Linked DNA regions of Mus musculus: region 2 is linked to region 1. The links are chromatin contacts, called in public targeted proximity ligation maps. All regions are on one chromosome and are shown on one strand. The core of a region is the stretch at or near the end of the contact, and the rest is flanking DNA. Distances in the headings are between cores, read along the strand shown.

Evidence for each region.
Region 2: a contact with region 1 is called in a targeted proximity ligation map of bone marrow-derived macrophages, with 4 times the contacts expected there. A contact is called at or near these places in 9 of 39 promoter capture datasets (3T3-L1-derived adipocytes, the C10 cell line, cranial neural crest and 5 more) and 5 of 130 datasets of targeted methods (the NIH/3T3 cell line, VIP interneurons, bone marrow-derived macrophages and 2 more).

What each region holds. Positions count from the first base shown.
Region 1 is chr19:6,866,004-6,872,425 of GRCm38.p6, forward strand. No RefSeq gene overlaps it. Among named protein-coding and RNA genes, the nearest start is that of Ccdc88b, 11 kb to the left of the region's middle.
Region 2 is chr19:6,457,159-6,463,820 of GRCm38.p6, forward strand. All of the region lies in intron 6 of Nrxn2 (neurexin II), which reads left to right. Among named protein-coding and RNA genes, the nearest start is that of Gm52381, 37 kb to the right of the region's middle.

The DNA.
Region 1 (6,422 bases), core at 2,353-4,852:
GAAAAAAGCATCAATTTGTTTCTCCAAAATCCTATCTAAATACTAAGAGTATTAGTAACATTTTTTTGCTAAGTGATTAACAAAATGGGCTGTCTTAACTTCTTGCCTCAAAACAATTGCAGAAGCAGTGGTGCTAGTGATTATTGTTATGTAATCAAAGCTGCCTCCCGGTAACAATCAAACCCAATACTGTTAGCATTTTGTCTAAGCTCTGTCCCACAGTTCCCTGGCAACAGCCAGGTGTGCCTGACTCTCTATAAAAGGGGCTGCTTGCCCCCTCCTCCCTCTCTCTTGCTCTTGCCTTCCTGCGCCTCTACTTCTCTTCTCTTCTCTTCTCTTCTCTTCTCTTCTCTTCTCTTCTCTTCTCTTCTCTTCTCTTCTCTTCTCTTCTCTTCTCTTCTCTTCTCTTCTCTCTCTCTCTCTCTCTCTCTCTCTCTCTCTCTCTCTCTCTCTCTCTCCCTTTCTCTGCCTCTACTACCCTCTCAACTCCCCTCCCCATACTCTGAATAAACTCTTTTCTATACCATTCCTTCTCTGGCTGGTCTCTCAGGGGGAAGGGATGCCTCATTATGGGCCTGCCGAGGAATCCCCTTCCCTAACACCTCACCACACATCCACCAAAACATATCCCCCCCTCTTTATCTTTTTATAAACACATCAATTACCCTCTTGCTTCTACTTAAAACCTGACTCACTTCTTCTTATATTTGTAAACCTTTTTCAGAACACCAAGGTTCAGATAAATTTACAGGAATCATGACAGAAGCTGGTTGATGTGCTACCATTACAGATAGACCATTGTACAGCACAGAAACACGATTGGGCAAAAAACAATTAAAACAAGAAATATTGGGCTGGTGAGATGGTTCAGTGGGTAAGAGCACTGACTGCTCTTCCAAAGCTACTGAGTTCAAATCCCAGCAACCACATGGTGGCTCACAACCACCCATAATGAGATCTGATGCCCTCTTCTGGTGCGTTTGAAGACAGCTACAGTGAACTTATAATAATAAATAAATCTTTGGGCTGGAGCAAGTGGGGTTGGCCAGAGCAAGCAGAGGTTCTAAGTTCAATTCCCAACAATCACATGAAGGCTCACAAACATCTGTACAACTACAGTGCGTACTCATATACATAAAATAAATAAATCTTTAAAAACAAAACAAAACAAGAAACATTGAACTCATTTTCAGAGCCAATAACAAAGGTAACATTCCCATTAGGTGGGACAAAGCAGAATGTCACATTTATCTTAACCCCAGAACCTGTTCCATTTTTACCCACAGCAAACATAATATCATACAAGGCAACTGTCAATTTTCAAATATGCCTTTGAAAATGTCTAGAATCAGCCCTCCAAATACCCACCGTCTTTTCCTTTTTTCGAATATTGAATTGATTTCCAGACCAGTCCGTGATTGAGTCAGAATAACTGAACACATCAAAGGAAAGAGAAGGGTCATTCTAACCTCTCTATTTGATTAATTTTTTTGAAGGCAGTTTCCACAGTCTCCACATTCTCTGTCCCACGAAGTCTAAAAGCTTGAGGCAAGGCAGCTCGTCTAGTCTGGGATATAGGCAAGCAAAGGTGGGTCAGGAACATATGCCCAATACAGTTTCCCTGTCACCACTGTCAGGGCACTCAGCAAGCTCACAGTCAGCATCATTCTTTGTCCCAGCGTCAGCTTGTCTCACCAATTGCTTTGGCAGCCACCGAGCTCCTTCAGCATCCTTCGAAAAAACACTAACATGCCCTCTTCTTCATGTTAATCCCCAATGGGGACCATGCCATATGCCGGTAAGTGGATCCTTCCATTTCACCTAGACATAAGTATGCCGAGTTGTAAGGTGCCATAAACACTCAGCAGCAGAGATTTCCTTAGCATCCAAGGTCAAAATAAATTCTGTTTTATGTAACTGATTTTTTAGAGCTCTGTGGTCTCTCTGTCCTTGAAGACATGTGAGTTAGAAATATAGTAAACAGGGGTCTGGTAGACAACAGGAGTAGACTCATGACTCTGAGACCTAGTAAAAACTATTGGTTTGGATTACAAGGCACAGAACATTTTTTGCTTGATCCAGAAGGCTGGATCTACAGATTGAACAGAGATGGTTTTAGCATGGTGGGAAGTATCTTTAAGTTCATATTAAGAAGACAACCGAAGGGGAATTAAAATGCTTGGGATTGAATTGTAAACTGCCAATGTTCCATTAGCTTTATATATATTTAACAATAATTTTTAAAAGTTTCTTTTGCAATATCAGAGCATAACCATAATTTTGGAAGACAAAACCAATTTTTAACAGTGTAAACAATCGAGTCTCTCTAAAATCAATACCAAGTGCATTATTTTCATGTTACAAAGTTTGGTGCCAGTTCTTGTATATGAATGCATGACAGTGCAACTTCTAATACCTCATTAAAGAAACATTGTTTTAAATTCTATCTTTTATAAGTCCGGTTTCTAGGACAGAAATTACATATTGGGTGGGGGAGCGTGTGGGGGACTTTTGGGATAGCATTGGAAATGTAAATGAAATAAATACCCAATTTAAAAAAAGAAATTACATATTATCCCAATTTAGAGACATATTTCCCTGGGTTGGCTCATGCCATGTGTTCTGTTGCCCAAAATGACTCCAACCCTGAGTTTCCAGGTTTTTTTTTTGGGGGGGGGGGTTGTTTTGTTTTTAATTTATTGACGACCTTCCCCAGTAGAAACACTGTTCCTTTTTTTTTTTTAAGGAAATTTATTGTTATATGTAAGTACACTGTAGCTGTCTTCAGACACACCAGAAGAGGGCATCAGATCTCATTACGATGGTTATGAGCCACCATGTGGTTGCTGGGATTTGAACTCAGGACCTTCAGAAGAGCAGTTGGTACTCTAACCGCTGAGCCATCTCTCCAGCCTGAGTTCCCAGTTTTAAGCCAACTTTCTGTTGCCAATGTTACAAAATTTTAACCATACCCAATAACTTATAAGCCAATAATCTGTAACCACATGCAGAACATATTTATACATTTAGGACCAGTCAGAAAAAAAACATGTAGCAGCTACCCATATTTACATATTTAGGTTAGACAGACAGAATTTTCTTAGTTTTTTTTCTAGCTGTAATTTCTTTTGTTGTTGTTGTTTCAAGACATGGTTTCTCTGTGTAGCCCTGACTGTCCTGGAACTTACTCTGTAGACTAGGCTGGCCTCGAACTCAAAAATCCGCCTGCCTCTGCCTCCCAAGTGCTGGGATTAAAGGCATGTGCCACCACTACCCAGTTCTAGCTGTAATTTCAAGAGAGGAACACCTTGTCACCTTCTAAACCCAATAGTCACAGTCAGATTTTTGTAGGAGAAACAGCTTCCTCACAGAGAAGTTTATGAAACACAGAGCAACAATCAAGAAACAAAATGAAACCACAGACATAAACTGACAGGCATGGACAGACTGGCACTCCAAAGATAGACATTAGCCAAAGAGGGAAGAGAACCAGATGTCTCACCAAAGGGACCCAGAACCAGGACTAGGCAGAGAGGAAGCCAGAGGACTAGGCAGAGAGGAAGCCAGAGGACTAGGCAGAGAGGAAGCAGGCAGGACGTCTCCTGACCTCCTCTTGACCCTAGGAGAGCGCTGGGAACAGCTTACTTTCACTTTCCTTCTCTTTCACCAAAGCGTGAAACACTTCCGGGAGGGGGGTGACTGAAACCCACTTCTCCCTCTCACGTCTAAACTCTCTCTGTCTATGGGAATTTTTTCAGGACCATGTGTTGGATAGTAAGTACCCTGTCATCCTCTCTCCTGCTTTCTTCCATGTCTGTAAATTTATCATATCTTCCTCAGGGAACCAGGGACAAATTTCTTTTTTTTTTTTTTTTTTTTTAGTTCTGAGTTTTTATTTATTTTTTTTCCATTTTTTATTAGGTATTTAGCTCATTTACACTTCCAATGCTATACCAAAAGTCCCCCATACCCACCCACCCCCACTCCCCTACCCACCCACTCCCCCTTCTTGGCCCTGGCGTTCCCCTGTACTGGGGCACATAAAGTCTGCGTGTCCAATGGGCCTCTCCAGGGACAAATTTCTATAAAAAGCAGAAACTGGGTAAGCTGTTTTTGACTTATTTTCACTCCTCTAGATTTTAGCCTCTGAGCATATGTACAAAAAGCATTCTATTACCCTGCCCATCTTACACAGGGTTTACTCACCACTGGCCCAGATTTTCTTTATTTTCTTATGCACTGGCTTCCAATTCCTGAGATGTCCTTCACTGAGCCCTCACATTGTGGTAACCACCTGACCCGGCCCACTCAGTCAGTCAACAAGGTCTCCAGGGAGGGATCGAGGATTAAAGAAAGAAAAGACAGTTAGACACGATGATAGTATAACTCTAACAAGCACCAAAGCAGGTTTATTTTTTCCCAAGCTGCTTTTATATCACTCTTAAGTACATGCAAAACAAAGGGTCAGTTCTTGGTCAAGGAAAAACAAGGTATAAACAAAAGTCCCGCAATCATTGTATCCAGACTTTTGAGATGATCAAGATAAAAGGAACACTTTCCTCAGCTGTATTTATCTTGAGCCCACTTTCTTGTCCTAAGCCAATGTCAAATATTCTTGCCAATATCCTTGAAGCAGCACCAAGAGCTCTCTGCATGCTTCAACTGTCCACAATAGCTGATTATGATTTGCCTCGTGCTCTAGCAGAAGCATAGTTTTGCCAGCAGATAATTTCTGTGACTGTGTGATATCTACAATTCTGGGGACTTTTCAGAAGTTACATAAATGCTAGGGTCCCCGTAGGTGGGTTGCTGGTTAGTGGTCATTTTAGGGAAGTTGGTTGTAGCTTGTTAATAGTCATGGTCAAGAAAGAAACAAAAAGAAAGAAATTAGATTCAGGGATTTTCCTAACTCCTCCCTTCTCTCTATCCTTTTTTCTCTCCTGTCTAGTGTTAGGAAGTGAAACGGGGTGGTGGGAGATAAAGGGCGGGAGGAAAAGAACCCACAATGTAGCAAGACCAGAGAACCCACAATGTAGTAAGACCAAAGAACCCACAATGTAGCAAAGACCAAAGAACCCACAATGTAGCAAAGACCAAAGCTAAAAGGAGGATCAGAAGTTCAAGCTTACCCTTATCTACGTAAGGACTTCAAGGCCAGCCTGGGCTACATGAAGTTCTGTTTTAAAAACTCTGGGATCTGTGGCACAGACTTCTAATCCCAGCCACAGGGGAAGCTGAAGTAGAATGATGTCAAGCTCAACCCCCGCCTCTGCTTTGTAGTTAGCAGGTTCTAGACTCTGTTTCAAAATACAAAGGTGGTGGCGCACACCTTTAACCCAGCACTCAGGAAGCAGAGGCAGTCAGATCTTTGGGAATTCAAGGCCAACCTGGTCTATAGAGTGAGCTCCAGGGCAGGCAGGGCTACACAGAAGAGACCCTGTCTGGCAAAAATGAAACCAAAACAAACAACCAAACAAGCTACGAGTTATCTATCAGGTTTGGCTTGGTCTGGGACAAGATATCACTGTATAGCTGGGACTGGCTTCAGAGCCAAGATTCTCCTGCCTCAGGTTGCTAATTGCTGGGGTCACAGGCTTGTGTCACCCTTCCCACTGGTGGCAGATTTTAAAAGGGCTCAGTTCACATTGCTGTCCAGCAGAGGGACCCAAGAGAAGGGCAAGAAGCTGAGACCATCAGACAGACAAACGGATTGTGGACTCCACTATGCCCTCCTTGGGCGCACTACTAGGTCTGAACAAGGCCAGGCTGGGAAAGGCTGCAGCCTTCAGTTCTCTTCTGGTTTTGAGATTTCTGCATAGCCATGATCCAACAGGAAGGCCAGAAGGAGGGGGGCTCTGTGACTGGGGCCAGAGGCGTGGCCAGGCAGCCTCAGCCACAGTGAAACTGTTCCTCTCTAGCTGATTGACCTAGGGTCCCCCCTGGTGGGATGTGGCCTGGGTGCTTCCCCACCCTCTACTCAGGTGGTTCATGGCCCAGATTCAGAAACTCAAAATATGAAACAGCCTTGAGGGCTGGATGGCAGCTCCACAGAGACTCTCCTTCAAGCCACCTGGGGGAGAAACTGTTCAGGTTCAGAAATGCTCAGTGACCCATGCTGCCTAGGTAGGAGGCCAGATCCAGCTGGAATGTGAGTGCTCTGCCCATAGCTTACCAGGTGCCAACAACTCGCGTGCCACCCAGTGCCAGCTGCAGCTGCATCTGAAAGGAGTGAAGCCCAGCCCAGGCCTACCACCTGTCAATCAGCCAGACCTTCCTTCCTGTTCTCCCCAAAGTCTCACTTCTAGGGCACCTTCCCTGACTCTCCCCAAGGCTCTAGGCATCACTAGGACACAGACCTCCATCTCCTTCTGAGCCTTCTCCAATGGCCTCTCCCTGGAAGCTCTGTCTGTGACCTTCAAAGC
Region 2 (6,662 bases), core at 1,318-3,817, 410 kb before region 1:
GCCTTTAATCCCAGCACTTGGGAGGCAGAGGCAGGCAGATTTCTGAGTTCAAGGCCAGCCTGGTCTACAGAGTGAGTTCCAGGACAGCCAGGGCTACACACAGAGAAACCCTGTCTCGAAAAATCAAACCAAACCAAAAACCGCCAAAACAGGGCAGTCATGGTAGCCACCTGCAATCCCAGCACTTGGGAGGTAGACACAGGGGGTCCCTTGGGCAGTCTGACTAGCTAGAATATCCAGAATTGTCAAGCGCTGGGCTTAGTGAGAAACTTTATTCAACAGAGGGGAGTGGCTAAGGAAGCATCTAGTCTCATCCAGTGATACCTTCAAGACTCCACATGAGTTCACACGTGAACCGTGTACACTCATGCCCACATACATGTGCAATCATACCACAGACATGCAAACATAAATGAAGACATAAATAAATGAACAAATTAAAAAATGATTAGAATAAGGCCACACACCTGCCCAGTGTACCCCAGAAGCAACTATGGGAACTGGGAAGATTTCCCGGAGGAAGGAAAGGTGAGCCACCCTCACGGATGCAGTGACACATGACGTCAGGACACAGAGTAGAGTGGCCCGTGTTCATCTCTTTCTGGGACATGTAGAGTCATGGGTGCAAGTTGATAATAGATGGAAATTCTTTTCTCCTGGATTGTTCTATAGGATGGCTCAGAGTATGGGCAGATCATGTGGACCCAAAGGCAGGGAGGTTGGGCCACAGAGGACGTCTGCTTAAGGATCTCGATGAAGAGCCCTCTTTCTCCAAAGGGCTTCTGAGGAATTTCTTTCACTCCAGAACCCATGGGCAAGAGATGCCGGAAGCACATTTGGGGAATTCTCTGCTTAGCCCTAAGGCCCTGCTCGGGAGCTGCTGCCCTCGCCCAGGGCCTCGTCAATGCCAAGCCCTTTATCTGTGTTTTCTGAGACTTTCAAGAGAAACATCTCCATTCCTGTTGCTCCAGCAGTATCTCGTCATCACCCCTTCACACTGTGCCAATGTCTGGAACTCTTGGATTGTCTTAACTCAAGGAGTGCTACTGGCGTTTAGTAGGCAGAGGCCAGGAGTGAGTAATCACTCTAGTCTGTAATACTGCCCCACAACAGAAACCATCTGACCTCACACATCAGAGGTGCCTCTAGGAAGGCACTCTACATATTCACCCAACGGTGTAGACAGCCCAGATGACATCCCAGGATTTGAAGAATCCTGCTCTATTCACACCGGTGATAGAGGGTGAGGTGGCTTTCAACAATGCTCAGCCTCCCCAGAGTTCTGTCAGTAGGGAGTAGTTCAGGGATTTGATGTAAGAAATGACATCAGGATGGGGGTGTGTGGTTCAGTGACAGATACTGATCTCACATGCACAAGGTCCTGATTCCATCCTTAATACAGTGTGGGGGCGCAAAGGAAGCAGAAATGACATGAAGATGGCCAGAATCCAGAGTGCTACAGGTTCCTTATTTTCCTTGTGTGACTCGAGTGGCTGGGGAGGTGGCTTTCTGGAGTGACCTGCTTCCAAATCAGCCCCCGTTAATTATGGGAGTGGGCCGAAGGCTCGCTCCAAAAGCTCCTGGTTGAGATGATCATCCCTGGAACACAGCAACTGGGACCAGAGGAGTCTTTAGTGACACAACATGTTCTTGAGGCTATTTTGATAGGTAGTCCTCTTGGGGGACAACTGATTACCCCTGAGGGTTTCTTGAAGCCTAGTTTTTAATCCTAGACTCACTCAATTTTCATACCGCCATATACTTCCAACCACCACATAAGAATACGCAAATCCATTTATCTTTAGCCAACACCAAATTGAAAGACAAACTGGCTACCAAAACATCACCTGGTGTTTCTCTTGCTCAGCTCAGATGGTGCCTTTTCTCAGTACAGACACTTTCAGATTTTCTTCTGGGTCTCGAGAGTGGAGTTCATCAAGGATCAGTCCCCATGGGACAGAGTCTATAATAATAGGATGACCCTGGGTAGACTCCTGAAGGATGGCGTCTCCAAGGCTGCAGTCATCCAAGATGGAGTCCTCAGATAGAATACCTGTAAGGATGGAGTTCTCAAAGAGGAAGTCTTCAAGGATGGAGCCCTGAAAAATGGAATCTTCCAGTTCTCAAGGATGGAGTCTTCAAAGATGGAGACCTCAAGAATGGGATCTCCCAAAATAGAGTCCTCAAGGATGGAAATTCTAGGATGCACTAATGATGCAGACTCCAAGGATGCAGTCCTGAAGGATGGGGTCCTCTGGGATGCAGTGCTCCATGGGTGGAATCTCCAGGATTAAGTCCCCTATGTACTGAGTGAAGCACCCACTCAATGATAGAGTCCCCAACACATTTGGAGTTCCTATTCTCTTGCCTCCTGTCCCTCATAGCACACAGCCTGTCTTAGATCCCGGATTTGTAACTTTCCAGACCTGTCTACACTGCCTTTCCTTGTTCTTCCTGTGGGGAGCTTTCCACAGCTCTCCCAAACAGGCCACCCATTCACTCTCTGTTGGCCAAGTCTAAGATTTGAGTCAGAGAGTTGTTAGGCGAGTTATGCAACCCCCGAGCTTCAGTTCCCCATAGACCAAGTGGGAAGGAACGGCTGATGACTAACTGAGTGGTAGTGGATTTATAGACACTCATTGCCTGGCACGATGTGGGTGCTGAAGGGCTCCTGCTGCCATGATCATTAGCTTGCTTCTTCTTCTTCTGAGTTCTTCAACTGAAATGGCTCAAGCTCCCCGTGGTCCATCCCAAAGCCAGCTCTCGTCTTTCCTGTGTCGAGTCCATGAAAACTTGTATTGGGTCCTCTCACATCTTACCTGTGTGCTAATATTTGTGACTATTTATCTCTACATCCAGGTTGTAAGCAAATTGAAGGTTTAATACCAGCAACTATTGAGCCTATTAGTTGTTCTTCTAAGTCTCTCTCCCCCTGGTTCATCTGGTTTCCTTCAGGAAGCATTTCCCTCTTTAAGGACGGTATGAGGATAGAGTCTGAGGCCTTGCACAGGCTAGACAGGTGCTCTATCACAGTGTTAAATACCCAGCCTATCCATTTGGTCTCCTCTTTAAACCCAATTGAACAGATTTTGGAAGTGAGGACTCATGACCGACATAGGCAGGTCAACTACTTCATGTGAGTGCTGTCACTGGGTATTGTGGTACACCCCTGCAATTCTCAAAGTCTGGAGGCTGAGGCAGAAGGATTGCCATAAGTTGGAGGCCAGCCTGGGCTCTGTATGGAGACTCTGTTTCAAACAAAAACAATGCCTGAATACCTCCTGTCTTCCTGAAAGAGCTCAGATCTGCCTCATGTAGCTTAGCTTGTGCTGCCTCTGTTCAGTGCTATCCTGTCAGGGTGTCTCTCAAACTGCGCTGGAATGTAGCTTCATGTTCAAAAGTCTCATTTATCACCTAGTTCGTGGTGTGTATGTGTGTGTGTGTGTGTGTGTGTGAGAGAGAGAGAGACAGAGAGACAGAGAGACAGAGAGACAGAGACAGAGGGTCTTATGTAGCTTTGGCTGACCTTGAACTTGTTATGTAACTCAGGCTGGCCTCAAACTCAAAGAGATCCATCTGCTTCAGTCTCCTAAATGCTGGGATCAATGACCTGCACCCCCACACTTGGCTTTACCGAATTTTTATAAAATTCTGAGAATGGGAGCCATGATCTCCAGTTTTCTGATGAGAAAAATAAGACCCAGAAGACAAGCCTGTCTGGGTGGGAGTTAGGAGGCCTTGGAACTTGAAATCTGAATTAAAGCCACTTCATTTCTTTGCTTCTGCAGGTGTTTGGGACTTGTTATCCATGCAGAATGCACGGAGGCTGTAGTCTGGGCTTCTGATAGTCCTGGACAGTCTCAAGTCTCACGACCATGTGAACGTTCTGAGCCTCTTGACTCAAGGAGCGAGCCCTTTCCTTCATCCCATGCTGAGCTTGTGCAGGCTCACAGGCTGTCCTCAGCGCAGACTTTTGCACGGAGTCTGCAGCCCTCCTCTTGGCATCTTTAGGGGGCTGGAATGCACTCAGAGGTCAAGGTAGAGATAGGATGTAGTTTTCTCCAAAGCTGTTTAGCCACAGCAAGTCCTCTTGCTTTAACGACTCACTCCCCTCTGGCTGGGACGCCCTCCTCATTCCTGGCATCTCCATGCCTGTGCTTCTGGGCTCTAGAAGTGGATGAAGCATTAGGGTTTACTTGATGGATTGAAACACTAGTTCTCTAATCTGGGCCTTTCTGTGTGGGCCACCGTACCTCAGGAAGAGCCTCTAATGAAAGCTCCAATTCTAGTCTTTAACTGTGGGTACCCACTGCCATCAGGGTCTGCATTTTCCACTCCTAGGTGGAGAGGGCTCTGTTCTCATCTGTCCCAACCTTGCACTTTCTTGGGAGAGTCTGGATCTCTTGACAAATTAGTAGGAGGCCTGGGATTTGAACTCGCATCTTCCCTTTCTCTGTCCCGGCTTTAACCTACTGTTCTGTCCAGCAACTCTGGAACTTTCTGTATGCATGCTGCTCTCTACTCCTATGTTATTTTCTATAACAAGTCAGAACAGCTCTTGGATTTTTACGTGTAGTGTCCTTACCCCAACCTTGTTCAGCTGCTGTGATGGCATCAGACAACGCAACTCTTTGGGTACCATCAGTTTGGCTGTCCTCTCTTTGGAGTTCCATCAGTTTGGGGTACCATCGGTTTGGGATACCATCAGTTTGGCTGCCCTGAGGTTGATTGTTGATTTCTCTGACTAGCTGACCTCTTCATTTCATGACAGTCCTGCTGGCTGTCAGTACAAATCCTCACGTCACGTGACAGGCTACCACCTTGCTCCAATCGTTGTACATGGGGCTAGACTCTTCTCTTGCTATGTAAATTGCTTCCCCATACCTAATAATTAATATTGGCTACTCAGCACTTCTAGCATCTAAGTATTGAATTCTGTTATTTTTAATTATATGAGTCCCTTGTTAATCGTCTTAATCAATTACTCCTGTGGCCACTGGTTACAAGAACTCTTTAGCTAACAGTTCCCTAGAATACCACTCCCCTAATCACAGTCTCAAGTCTGCTGCTTAGTATTTAATGGGCACCAGGCCACTCCATCTCTGGAGATGGGATTCTGAAGGTGGATATTGTCTTTGGCAGTGGGGAGGAGAATGGAGGAGAAATACCTAGAGGTGTGCTCTTAGAGATGGCGTAGAAGAAATGTGGCTTATAGTTCAGAGAAGATAGGGGGACACTGAGGTCCCAGGGCTTCTCTGTGCCTTTTTTTCTGTGGGTTGATGAGGAGTGGATTTCTGGCTCTAGTTGTGAGAAGTGGAGGTTCAGGGGTCTATGGGTGTCCATGGAAGGAGCCTGGTTCCTGGGAGACCATTGCCTGTTCCAGGGTCTTACAGGAGACTCAGCTACTCACTGGCAAATAAGAGAGCAGGGAGGGTGGCTGAAGAACCCAGGGGAATTTGGGACGGGGTTAATAGGGCCTCTGGACAAGCCAAAGCAGGTAGACAGGGGGAGTCGGCTAGGGGAGGGGCAGGGAGGAGTGGGGGGGGGGAGGGTTTGGGATGGTGTGATCATGAGCCCTCTGCAGCCTGTGGAGGCTAGCTTCCCCCTCCAACCTCACTGTGATGGTGACCCATTCTTCAGTTCTCAAGGAAAAAAAAAACAATGGAAGGGGGAGCCCCTCTCCCCCAATGATCCCTGGGTCAGTTTGCCCATTCTCCGTCCCCAGGAAAAGCAGATACCCACGTCCCCTTCCATGCTGTCTTTGGACTCCAAATGAAATCGCCTCCTCTCCTTGCCAGTCCTGCGATTAGGGGCATTGCCCACTCTTCTCTTAACCTGCCAGCCAGCTGGCCTGTCACCAACCGGTTAACCCATTAACCCCACATGTCCACTGGTCAGCCAGTTGGCCAGCACCATTTCATTCCTCAGCCAGTTCTCTGGAAAGCCATCTGGGTGACCAGTCAGCCAACAAAGCCATCCATCCACTCCCAGTCAGAGGCCCACCCCTCCTCGACCCCATGCTCCCCCCTCCCTCCCTTAAGTCCCTAACACCTCAGCTGTAGGACCTACTAATCCTGCATACTGGGTCTGCTTCTTAACCCTGCCTCCCTCCCCCATTCTGTTGGAAACCCCCTACCCCCGTTGCCAACTCTGTGTGTGTTACTAACACGCTTATAACCCAGGGGACCAAGGGATGGGCAGGGCCAGGTGGGGCCAGGTATGAGTGAAAAACCGAACTAACTTTCTGTCTCATCTGCGGAATGTTGGCCATCTTTAAGTCTCCGCTTTCTCGGTCCAGTTTTTTTTTTCTGTTGTTGTTGTTGTTTTCTTCTTACTAACCAAGGTCTCTAACTGTTCCCCTTCTCTGCAGATGCCCTTCGGGAGGGGATGAGGGGGACGAGGAATCCAGAGGAGGGGCTGGGGAGGTTTTCGGAGAAGAGGGGTTTAATTTTGTGTGTGTGCGTTCTTCATTATGATTTTTCTTTGAACACCCTGTGGCGGGAGGGTTTGAACAAGCTGTATCTCCTCCCTCCGTGAGTTTCACAGTTGGTCATTTTATTTTTCTTTTTGTTCTTTTCTTTTGTCATCCTTGTTTCTTTTCTTTCTTTTTTTCTTTCTTTCTTTCTTTTTTTTTGACACCCCTTCCCTCCCCCTCTCCGGTG